Regions from separate parts of the Danio rerio genome. Here region 2 is linked to region 1. A link is a contact called in public HiCAR-type data. All regions are on one chromosome and are shown on one strand. Each heading gives the region's core, a stretch centred on a gene start, on an enhancer-like site or on the middle of the called end of the contact. The rest is flanking DNA. Distances are from core to core; before and after follow the strand shown. Region 1 holds the start of nmt1a (N-myristoyltransferase 1a). Region 2 holds the start of plcd3a (phospholipase C, delta 3a).

Region 1 (5,355 bases), core at 1,846-4,345:
AATTATACTAAAGTTATTCATACTTCTGAGTGAATCTTGCATGACAAATTAAGTAGATGACTAGCTTAATGACAATAGTTTAAACGACAATAGTTTAAACTGAAGTTATAGAGAGGTTTATTTTAGCTAGAAGTAGTGAGAGCCTTCTTTATGCAACAAGAAAAGCATAGCTTGCTCCTGAGTTGTGTTGAAGAGGAAACACAGGCTAAATTACAATTATATTCGACAAAAGGGACCAATAGTATTGTATTTTTATGCTTCAATGTATATGAAAACACAGGAAGGAATTAATATTGCCATCTGCTTAAACAGATGAGTTTCCTAAAGTGTATTGCGGTCCTTTCACTCCAGAGAAATCACAGCAAGAGCTGAGTGATATGACACAATGCATAAGCTTGCATTAAATACTTAATGCTCAGCAGTTTACATGTGTTTGTTGCTTCATTACAAGCATATGTTGCAAATTTCCCAATACACATGACACATTTAATAGACCTTATGTGTCTTCGGGGTGGAACTAAATTAATTTACAATCCGTATATCCTGCATTTTCATCCTGACTCATTGTGAACTGCATAACAAAACAGATATTCCTTAAAGCCTGTTCCCTTTTTAAAGTAAAATTGACACTTACATAGCAAGTATAATACAAGCTTATAATTGTAATCTCAATACGAAACCTTATGACCAATGAAATGCTGCTGGGGCAAGCATATTACCTTATTGACCCTGAGTGGATTGTCAGTGTTTTGTTCCAGTTGGCATGTTTTTTCTTCCCTCACAGGAATATTACAATCACAGGATTTACATTTGTATGAGAAAATGAGGATGATGTTTGAGGCTCACGGTATGTCATTTCCATGTACTTATTATTCAGCGTCACCTAGGTATATCCAGGTTTTCGTTGTACGGCAACTTTAAAAGCACTATTTTTAGAGTAAACTAAATCTGGTTTAATTAAACCTGTTAACTCAGTTTTTATATTAGAAACAAATATTCGTTCTGGAAAAACTGAAGGTTCCGCTGAATCTGAGATTCAAAATTACAGAAAATCTAATGACTGAAATATGCATCATTTTTTCACAGTAGCTCATTATGCAATTTAATTCACACTAGAACTACACGAGAGTCGAGCTGCAATGGGACGACTTACAAAGAGTCGCACAACTAATCCTATTAATGTCCATGGAGGAAGAGAGGTGACTGCCACAGCTACATTTGTTAATGGGGGACAGATGGTCCATCACATGACCTGCAGAAAAAGCATGTTTTGTATGTTCGAGAGGATGTGGACTATTGCACAAAGATGCCGAATAAACTAGCACCCCTGTGACTATTGCCTTAACAGCCACGTATACCTGTTAAAAGAGCAATAAGTGTGAGCTGCAAAGCAGGATGTTTTATAACATAATGGGCAATTTATTGTAGATTTAAATGATTGATGTAAATTATGACTGAGGAGGTTTGTTTTTCAGCTAACAATGTTGAGACGTCAGAAACAAGTTATTAAGATTTCACTGCATCTAAAGTTTGATGTTAATATAGAGAAAAACACTTAAAAATATTTGATTTAAAAAGAAGAAAATTATTACTTTTATTTGATGCCCAAAAATTAGCCTGCAATGTACAACCAAACAATGTATAACACGTTTCTTTTATTGCAATTAAATATGCAGAAATTTACTAATATTTCCATAACAAAAATCTGAAATCTAATTATAAATATATATATATATATATATATATATATATATATATATATATATATATATAAACTTAATAAAAATACTGTTAGAATTTTTAGACAGTAAAAATCTTTGTTTTTAAGAAAATGTTTTTAAGACATATCATATTTATTCTACAGACCAGTTGTGACATTTAAAGCTATTTTGGATGGTTTTGCTACACTAATCGGAAAGAAGACAAAATATATTAAAACAAAACAGAACCTAAAACTCACTGGAGAGTAAAATATAATGGTTTTGCCTGCAGTAGCATTGCTGAAAGAGGCATCTGTATTACAAAATCCCTCATAGCGTTCACAAGGTCTTATGTTTATTCAGTATCCTATTTGGTCTCGATGCACTTTCAATTGTACCTCATAAGACAACAAACCGATCAAAGACTTAATTTAAATACCAATGAATTAAACTACAATGCATGTGTAATGAAAAATATCATCAATATAACACCAGAAACCCCAGATTATTTAAATTAAGCGCATAATGACTGAACGGATAGCGTTACGTGATCTTCGGCACACATCACTTCACTATAACTCAATATCTCACTACTTCTTGTGTCTGATTCATTCGAGAATGTTCCTGTACACGACCTTGAGCAACTGCATAAGATTTATTAACGCACGTAATTTTTATTCTGTTTTGTTTATTTGTTTGAGCAGATGAGCTGTTTGCTACTGAAAGAGAAACTCCTTCACTGAACACGCCTGGATGTTGGGAAACCATGAACCTTTAATAAAAAAGTTTAACGATGCTACTAGCAGCCGTCAGGCTAACTAAATCACGCCAAGCCAAGGGTTAGTGACAGTAAATCCATTTTACATGATAATACCTAGTGGTGATAAAGGCCTGCAGGATTATGTTTGAACGCAATTTTTAGAGGCGATCTATACATATTGTACAGTTTATAAATGGCAGCTTTGAATATAACAGTTTATTCGTTTTTATGCACGAAATTTTGAGTAGGCTGTTTATACACCTCATACAAATGCCAAAGATCCTATGAAACCTGGCTATACCGAACCGTCCTCATGCATGATTGACGGCGCCTGGCCCAATCGTGTTCGAGAACCGTCTGTCAATAAAGGCAGTGAACCAATAGCGTTGGACCAGGAGGCGGGCCGACATGCTGTACGCGTGCCTCAGCTTGGCCGAACAAGGGCCCTGTCTTTTCGTAACGTGAGGAGGACTAATTTACATTTGAGAGCTAACAATAAAATACATGCACGCTCACCCGTCATCGGAGTGATGCTCTTCATTTTCACAATTGCTGCAGTGTCCATGATCCTCTTCTACCTCCTCTTCTTTCTCTGGCAGCGGTGCTGTCTCATTCTCATCCGCCATGTTTAACCAGGAAGTGAGGATCTCGCCCTGCGCTCTCACACCCCGCAAAACCATTGGTGGACTGCCGCAAAGCCCGACGGTATGCGTAGTTTATAGCAATGAGCCCCAAGTAACCCAACTCAGTCACTCGATTTCGGCTTTTCACCCTCTTTTATCAGGGGTCACCAAAGAGGAATGAACGCCAGGAGCAAGAACCAGTTGTGTACATTTTACCCTAACATAAATGCGGATGGGTGTAAGTTAGCTGTTAGCACAAATAAGGAGTGGAACTATCGGTTTTCATTTAACGTTAATTTCGTTTTCATTAACTGTTTTCGTTTTCATTGTCTGTCTAACGTTATATGTCTGTCAGTCTGTCTTTCTATGTCTGTCTATCGACATCTATCTGTTTGTCAATTTTAACAGTGCACAATTGTAAACCTTACTGTAAATTCGGTTGTCTTTTTAATGTCTATTTCTACAACAAAGATGCAACATTTTAGCAGTAAATAAAACACACATTTGGTACAATTAGCTTTGCACATTTATAAAACGTAGGCATGCTTTTAAAAGGCACTACATCTTTGCAATACCAATAAAAACAATTAAAAAGCACAATCAGGATTAATTCACAGATTTCCACATTTTTAAAACTACCCAAGCAAAAAGAAATCAAATGAATTAGTTTTTTTTTCTTAAGAGGTAATGTTGTCTGCTGCTGATAATACAAAGTAAATACTAAACATTGAGTCAATTAATTTACTGATTATCTATTTCAAAATAGTCTAGAAAAATTGTGTTTTCCTAAAAAATAAATTCACATTCACACACACATATACAGTACTGTATGAACAACAAGACATTAAGATCAAAAGATGATCTGGTTTCTACTAAGAAACTGAACATTTACAATTAAACTTGTTTGTAGAGAAACAGTTAATATCATATTATAACATTTAATTAAATATTATAGCCTAGTACAAAATACAGATCTTTATTATCTGAACCATGAGTTACCATAATTTAACAAACCTGCCATTAAATGACGTATAGAATGGCAAGTGCTATAGTTGCCTCTAAATCATCAAATTAGCACTAGACAAATATAATTTGACCAGTTTTGGAGATCTTAGGATAACGGACTTTGCTAATGCTTGTAATGCATTGTTAATGCTGTAGTTTAATGATAAACCCTTCTGTTTTTTCAACCACTGTTAAACACAGACTTCATAATTGGATGTTGTTATTTAAAGTATCTAGCTAAATTACTTTATAGAATAATCTGATTATTCTGCTGAGTTACTGATGTTGTTTAAATCAATGAAAACATACTTGCATACAAAAATAAACCAGTCATGACCCTTACTAAACAATCCTGACACTTTCCAAGCTTTCAATGTCTCCTCAAAATCTCTTTTTTTAATTTTTGTCAAATAATAATTAAGTATATGAACTCACAAAATGACAAAAGACTAATTTCTGTGTTCACATAAGTCTTAACACTACTTTAAGGCACGTTTACACTAGTGTGTTCTCATTTTAAAACCGTGTACAGCCTAAAACGCATGATGCATGATTACTGACGCTCATTAGGCATGCGCATAACTTTGCCAGCATTCAGACTTGCAGTCTACCGGTGGTGTAATGGTCAGAAGGGGTTGTGAACTGAAGTAACAGTACGCTATAGTGTTGTTTAAGGATAAAATGTGGCTAACTGCAAACAAAATAAAAGTATGTGTGTGCTGTGCACACACATACATGTACATGATTAAAAATATTTACATATAGATTAACATTTAGATAGAATTATAAATATATATAAATAAACACTTTCTATACTTGTATATTCACATACATGGATGTGTGTATTTATACACAATAAATATACACAATATACAATTATGTAAAGGCAAACTTTACAAAAACAAGCAAAGTTTTGTGGAATTTGTGGAAAAAAAGTTACTGTTTTGAACAATGTCTTTCTTTGATCTTTATGACCAAAATGACAAAATATTTTAAGGTTTTCACTGCCAAAAGAAAAAAAACACGAGAATGTAAGCGTACCTGCGTGTCTGTTGACATCACATGCTGAAGCTTTAATTCAGTGAATACTGCATACTTTTAATAATCCAGAGTTTAAGTCAAATTCAAAAATGTTCTGTAGCTATGTTTCCTTCCACCTATTTTTATGCGCATCTTGGAGATGCTCATAAAAAATGGTTGATGAAACCACCATGAAGCGCATAAATTTTGAAAGTGCACATAAAAAACATATGCACGTAACTGAGTA
Region 2 (5,355 bases), core at 1,643-4,142, 46 kb after region 1:
CAGGAAGGTTGTTTGTTCGAGTCCCTACTGGACCAGTTGATATTTTTGAGTGGAGTTTGCATGTTCTCCATGTGTTCCCATCCTCCTGGTGCTCCGGTTTCCCCCACAGTCCAAACACTGTGAATAAACTAAATTGCCCTTAGTGTATGAGTGTGTGTGTGAATGAGGGAGTGTGTGGGTGTTTCCCAGAACTGGGTTGTGACTGGAAGGGCATCAACTGCATAAATCAAATAGTTGGTGGTTCATTCTGCGGTGGTGACCTCTCATAATTCAAAGACTAGGGAAGGAAAGCAGAGACTAAGGAAGTAAGCCGAAAGAAAATGAACGACTATGGATGAACATATGATATAGGCAATGTATTTGGTTCATTTAAACAAAACAGATTTATTAAACAGATATATTTATTAAAATTATATTTTAGTCACCAAACATATTTAGAAATTGAAAGATAATATAATTAAATTCTAACTAAATATTGCAAAAATAAATAACAACCTACAACATTTCAACTAAACTTTTTTTTCCTTCTCTTTTTTAAAATTTTGTATTTAATATTTTTCTATAACATAAATTTGGGTGTGCTAGTTTTTGGACCATTATCACAAGTTATTTTGTTAAATGAGCTCCAGATTTGGCTTCAGTACTGACTTATCTAATGTATATGCACAAATATAATATTGTATAGCTTCCTATTAAAATATGAATTTAAAAGAGAGATTTCTGTGTGAGGGGTGTACCTATATATGCTGAGCACTGTACAACACATGATATTTATTAGCCATGTTTTAAATAGTTTTACCTCTCCACCTTCTCATCAAAAGCATGGTGCATAAAGGTTTCATCTGATACTAACATGACCTGCTGGTTGCAAATATCAGCTTATTGCTTATAATAACATCTTAGGTATTTGCAATTAAAAAGTTGATAATAAAAGGTAATGTGTAGGTAGTGGTGATCTCAGATGCAGTCATCATGTTGCTGAAGGGCAGAGATGAGAGGTAAACATGAGTGGGGAAAAATAAGTGTGTGGTAAGAGTGTGGAGATGTGGTTACAAACAGGGTATGTTAATTAGGGCTGCACGATTTAGGAAAAATCTAACATTGTGTGATTTATTTATTCTGTAATAGATATTGCTATATAAATACAATTTTACCAGATGACTTGCATAACTACTTGGAAATAATTTATAATTAAAGATTGATAATTCTGGATGAGTGCATTTGCATAAAATATACCAAACAATGTACAAGCATAAATAATAAAAAAAAATTATAAATTAAATAAACACTGCTTTATTCTTTTCTCTCTAACTGTATACAGTATTTAAATAATGTATAATAATACTGCATAGTCAATAAAAATAATTGTTATACATTTTATGAAGTTACAAATGGAACAGTTTATGTCTGAATGCTTTTAAAATCCTCATACTGTCACAGGCCTTAAAAAACACTTGCAAAACGATCATTTATAATGCAGACTCAACATTGCATATTCTGCGTTTTGTCTATTGCGAATGCTCATGTTTTGATATCGGTACTGAAATGATATATTGTGCAGCATAATGTTGATTATAAGAAAAAAAATATGGTAGACCTCTTTAAACATTAGTAAAACATATAATACTGTATCACATACAGTACATGATTGCAGTTTGTTGGAAATAATTTTTAAATGTGCAATATTGTGTAGACTGACATTACGTTTTCAACACAGCAACAAGTTTTCAAAAGGCATGTAAGCTATAAAGAAAATAGATAGCTTCATATTCATGATTATTCATATGTCCTTACTGTACTTTAATAAAGCTGAATGTCACATTAGTTTAAATTAAAATGTTAAAATATTTAATTTAATAAATTACAATAACAACAAACACTGACTTAATTAAAATATAATTTTTACTTTATATTGTGAATTATTACAATACAACAGGATTAAATCCTATTCTGAAAACGTGTTTTAGTTTTTAAAGTGAATTATAATGAACATTAAAGTGCTGCAGGTAGAATCAACCGAACCACAACCGCCTCCAAAAAGAAACCAAAACAAATGTTGCCTCATAGTAAACATTTAAACAAACTATACCATCATTTTGCATGAGTCCTTGAATAAAATGATGCATTTATAGCACAATCTTTCCCAAAAACAGGTCAAAAACAACCAAAGAACACACCAAAACTTCACACTAATAACTCAATTCATAACATATATCATGTAGGCTAAATCAATTCACACATCATCCAAAGTACACAGTCAAAGAAAACAAATGTATTGATTCATTTATTTGACATTTCACATTATTAGAGTAGAAAACAAGTTAATGGCTGTGACTGCGTTTACTTTATGTGTGGTTAAAAAAAAAAGTACTTCAAGTAACTTTTAAAAACACACTTGTCCTGAAGTAAGACAAAACTCACCAAGCCTCCGCAGCGGATCGTGAGTTTTCGACTCCACCGATTTGGACTCAGTCTGAACGGTCTCGGGATTCTTCTTTCTCCCCAGCATGTTGAATAATCCCCTGGTTCCAGGCAGTACGGCTTAAAACCGTCTTGAACCGAGAATTAAACGTGAAGAAGTCCAGAAGTATCGCTGCAGTGTGTCTGTCTGTCAGTCGGTCGGTCAGTGTATGTGAATCTGTGCACGGCTGCTAGTGTGACGCCTGTCGCAACACTTGACGTTTCTAAACACGCAGTGCGAGAAACTTGAGTAGATATTCATTCCTCTGCAGCTGAGCAGTCATTCACCCGCTCTCTGACACTTTCACCATATCACAGCCTCAGCAAACTATCTGAATACAGAAGCAGATGGTGTAATTGTGTGGTTAGTTTTATTTTTAGGCTGTATAATCTAGCTCTCCGTCGATGATCGGGTGTCACAAAATATAGAAACTGTTGCGATAAAAAAGTTTAAATGCAGGACATGAACTTGTCACAGGCTTGTGACTTGTTTGGACTCCGCCTGTTGGGTTTATTCATGAAGGTGTTACGAGTTTTTTGGTTTCTGAGATTTTCGGTGTCAGTGGGCGGATATGAATATTCAAGTTTCACGGACATGCGCGTGGTAATGAGAATTTTAGTTCACTCCTTCAATCTCATCAGACATATATTCCTATGGAATAATAATAATAATAATTATATATATATATATATATATATATATATATATATATATATATATATATATATATATATATATATATATATATATATATATATATATATACGTATTACGTTAGTAAGTATTCTTATATGTGGATGCAAATTTTGTCATTATTTACTCATTCTCCACTTAATTCCAAGGTGCTTGAGTTTCTTTCATTATCTTGAACAAAAAGGTAGAAATATTAAAGAATGTTAGACATTAATGTTAGAATGTTAGAGACATAATGATAGTGAATATTCCATATTCTATAACATATTTTTTGGTCTTGTGTTCAAATTCAGAATTTTTGGTTTGAAATTTTTCAGTTCTTTGCTAAAGTTTACATTTGTGTTTTACTTCCTGACCCAATGATAGCAATTTTTGGCTGGTAAGATTTTCTCTTGTTTTATGCTTTATTTTACATTTTGCACAGATTAGTGTTTCATGATGAGTTTGTGTGTGAATAAGTGTGTATTGGTATTTCCCAGCTTTGGGTTGCGGCTTGAAGGGCATCCGCTGCGTAAAACATATGCTGGATAAGTTGGCAGTTCATTCCGCTGTGGCAACCCCAACTTTGTTGTAGTTTTTCTTTAACAAAATTAAGAACCAAACAAACAAATCCTAATCTTGCACTTTTGAATGGTAAAATTAAGAGATATCAAGAACCAGAATCAAGATTGTAAGTCTCATACTTCTTTACAAGAATTTTCATGTAATTTTTTACAGCAAACTCAATAAAGATTCTACTCAAAAAGTGTCTTTACTGATTCTACTCAAAATTCAAAGAATTTATTTGACTTATTCTACATTCTGACTTTAATTTACAAACATAAAAACAAAATGTTACTACATGGTTCTGAATGTCCACACCAACTCATAAATACCAAAAAAGAAGGTATTTCAAGTCAAAGTGTCTTTAACTGAGGCCCAATTATGAACATCCATGTTTATGAAACTTTGTGACATGAACATGTAAGCTACAAGAACAAAATATTGTGTTTACAGATGAAATGCCATCATTGTGCACACATAGTAAAAGTACTAAAAGATTAGTAAAAACTATTAAAAGACTTGAAAATGTTCATTTATTCATTTTCTTGTCGGCTTAGTCCCTTTATTAATACGGGGTCGCCACAGCGGAATGAACCGCCAACTCATCTAGCAAGTTTTTACGCAGCGGATGCCCTTCCAGCCACAACCCATCTCTGGGAAACATCTACACACACTCATTCACTACAGGCAATTTAGCCTACCCAATTCACCTGTACCGCATGACTGTGGGGGAAACATGAGCACCCGGAGGAAACCCACTAGAAGGCAGGGAGAACATGCAAACTCCACACAGAAACACCAACTGAGTCGAGGTTCGAACCAGCGACCTTCTTGCTGTGAGGCGACAGCACTACCTACTGCGCCACTGCCTCACCCTTGAAATTTTTAAATAATAATAATAATAATAATAATAACAACAACAACATTAATAATTTAATATAGCGCATTTAAAACTTAATTCTCAAAGCGCTTTACACAAAAAAGGTACAGATATAAAACAGTTTAGAATAACAGTAAAACTGAATCATTCAAGATAAAACATTTAAAATAGATAAAACATTCAAATTTTGAAACATAAAGCAAACCAAGAATGCACGCCTCATGAATAGGCGAGTGTCAAGTAGTGAGTTTTCAAGGATGATTTAAACTATTTAAAAGATACAGCATGTCTAATTTCATACACTCTCAGAAAAAAGGTACACTGTGGAACAAATAATGTTCCTTGAGTAACAGTTTTGTAAGGTTGTACCTTATATGGTACAGAAAAGACCTCTTATGATTATGTTCTGTACACAACTGTTCTCACAAAAAGGTTAAAAAAAGTGTTGAACAACCTCTTTTATTACAATATCTATGAAAATAAATATTACTGTAAAGGCAAGGTGATTTTATGAATAATTTCCATATGAAAACATGAATCATCATTTAAAAGCATATATGCTTAAAGAAACTCATAAACATTCATTATTAACTTCTATAATACAAGACAACTGGTAAAACAAAACTAAAGGTGTTGTGAACTAAACATTTAAGGCATTTTTAATAAACATTTGTTAAGCATTTTCTGATAAATACAGGTTCATTATTGATATCCGCACCTTTTGGCGTTTGCTTTCAGCTACGCACGTGAGCTGGCAAAAGTCCTGCATATGCAAAGT

The links. HiCAR-type assays count read pairs that join an accessible place to other places.
Region 2: a contact with region 1 is called in a HiCAR-type map of caudal fin, with 3 times the contacts expected there. The contact joins the promoter of plcd3a here to the promoter of nmt1a in region 1. A contact is called at or near these places in 3 of 18 Hi-C or Micro-C datasets (caudal fin, hematopoietic stem cells and an unstated tissue) and 1 of 4 datasets of contacts at active chromatin or transcription factors (caudal fin).

What each region holds. Positions count from the first base shown.
Region 1 is chr3:38,201,552-38,206,906 of GRCz12tu, forward strand. It overlaps nmt1a (N-myristoyltransferase 1a), which reads right to left and starts at 3,096. Exons shown (of 12, transcript NM_001020480.1): 1 at 2,977-3,096. The coding sequence starts at 3,086. plcd3a (phospholipase C, delta 3a) reads right to left here. Exons shown (of 15, transcript NM_001099423.1): 15 at 3,512-5,355. LOC141381252 (a long non-coding RNA gene) reads left to right here and starts at 2,849. Exons shown (of 2, transcript XR_012401145.1): 1 at 2,849-3,321.
Region 2 is chr3:38,247,432-38,252,786 of GRCz12tu, forward strand. It overlaps plcd3a (phospholipase C, delta 3a), which reads right to left and starts at 2,893. Exons shown (of 15, transcript NM_001099423.1): 1 at 2,422-2,893. The coding sequence starts at 2,509.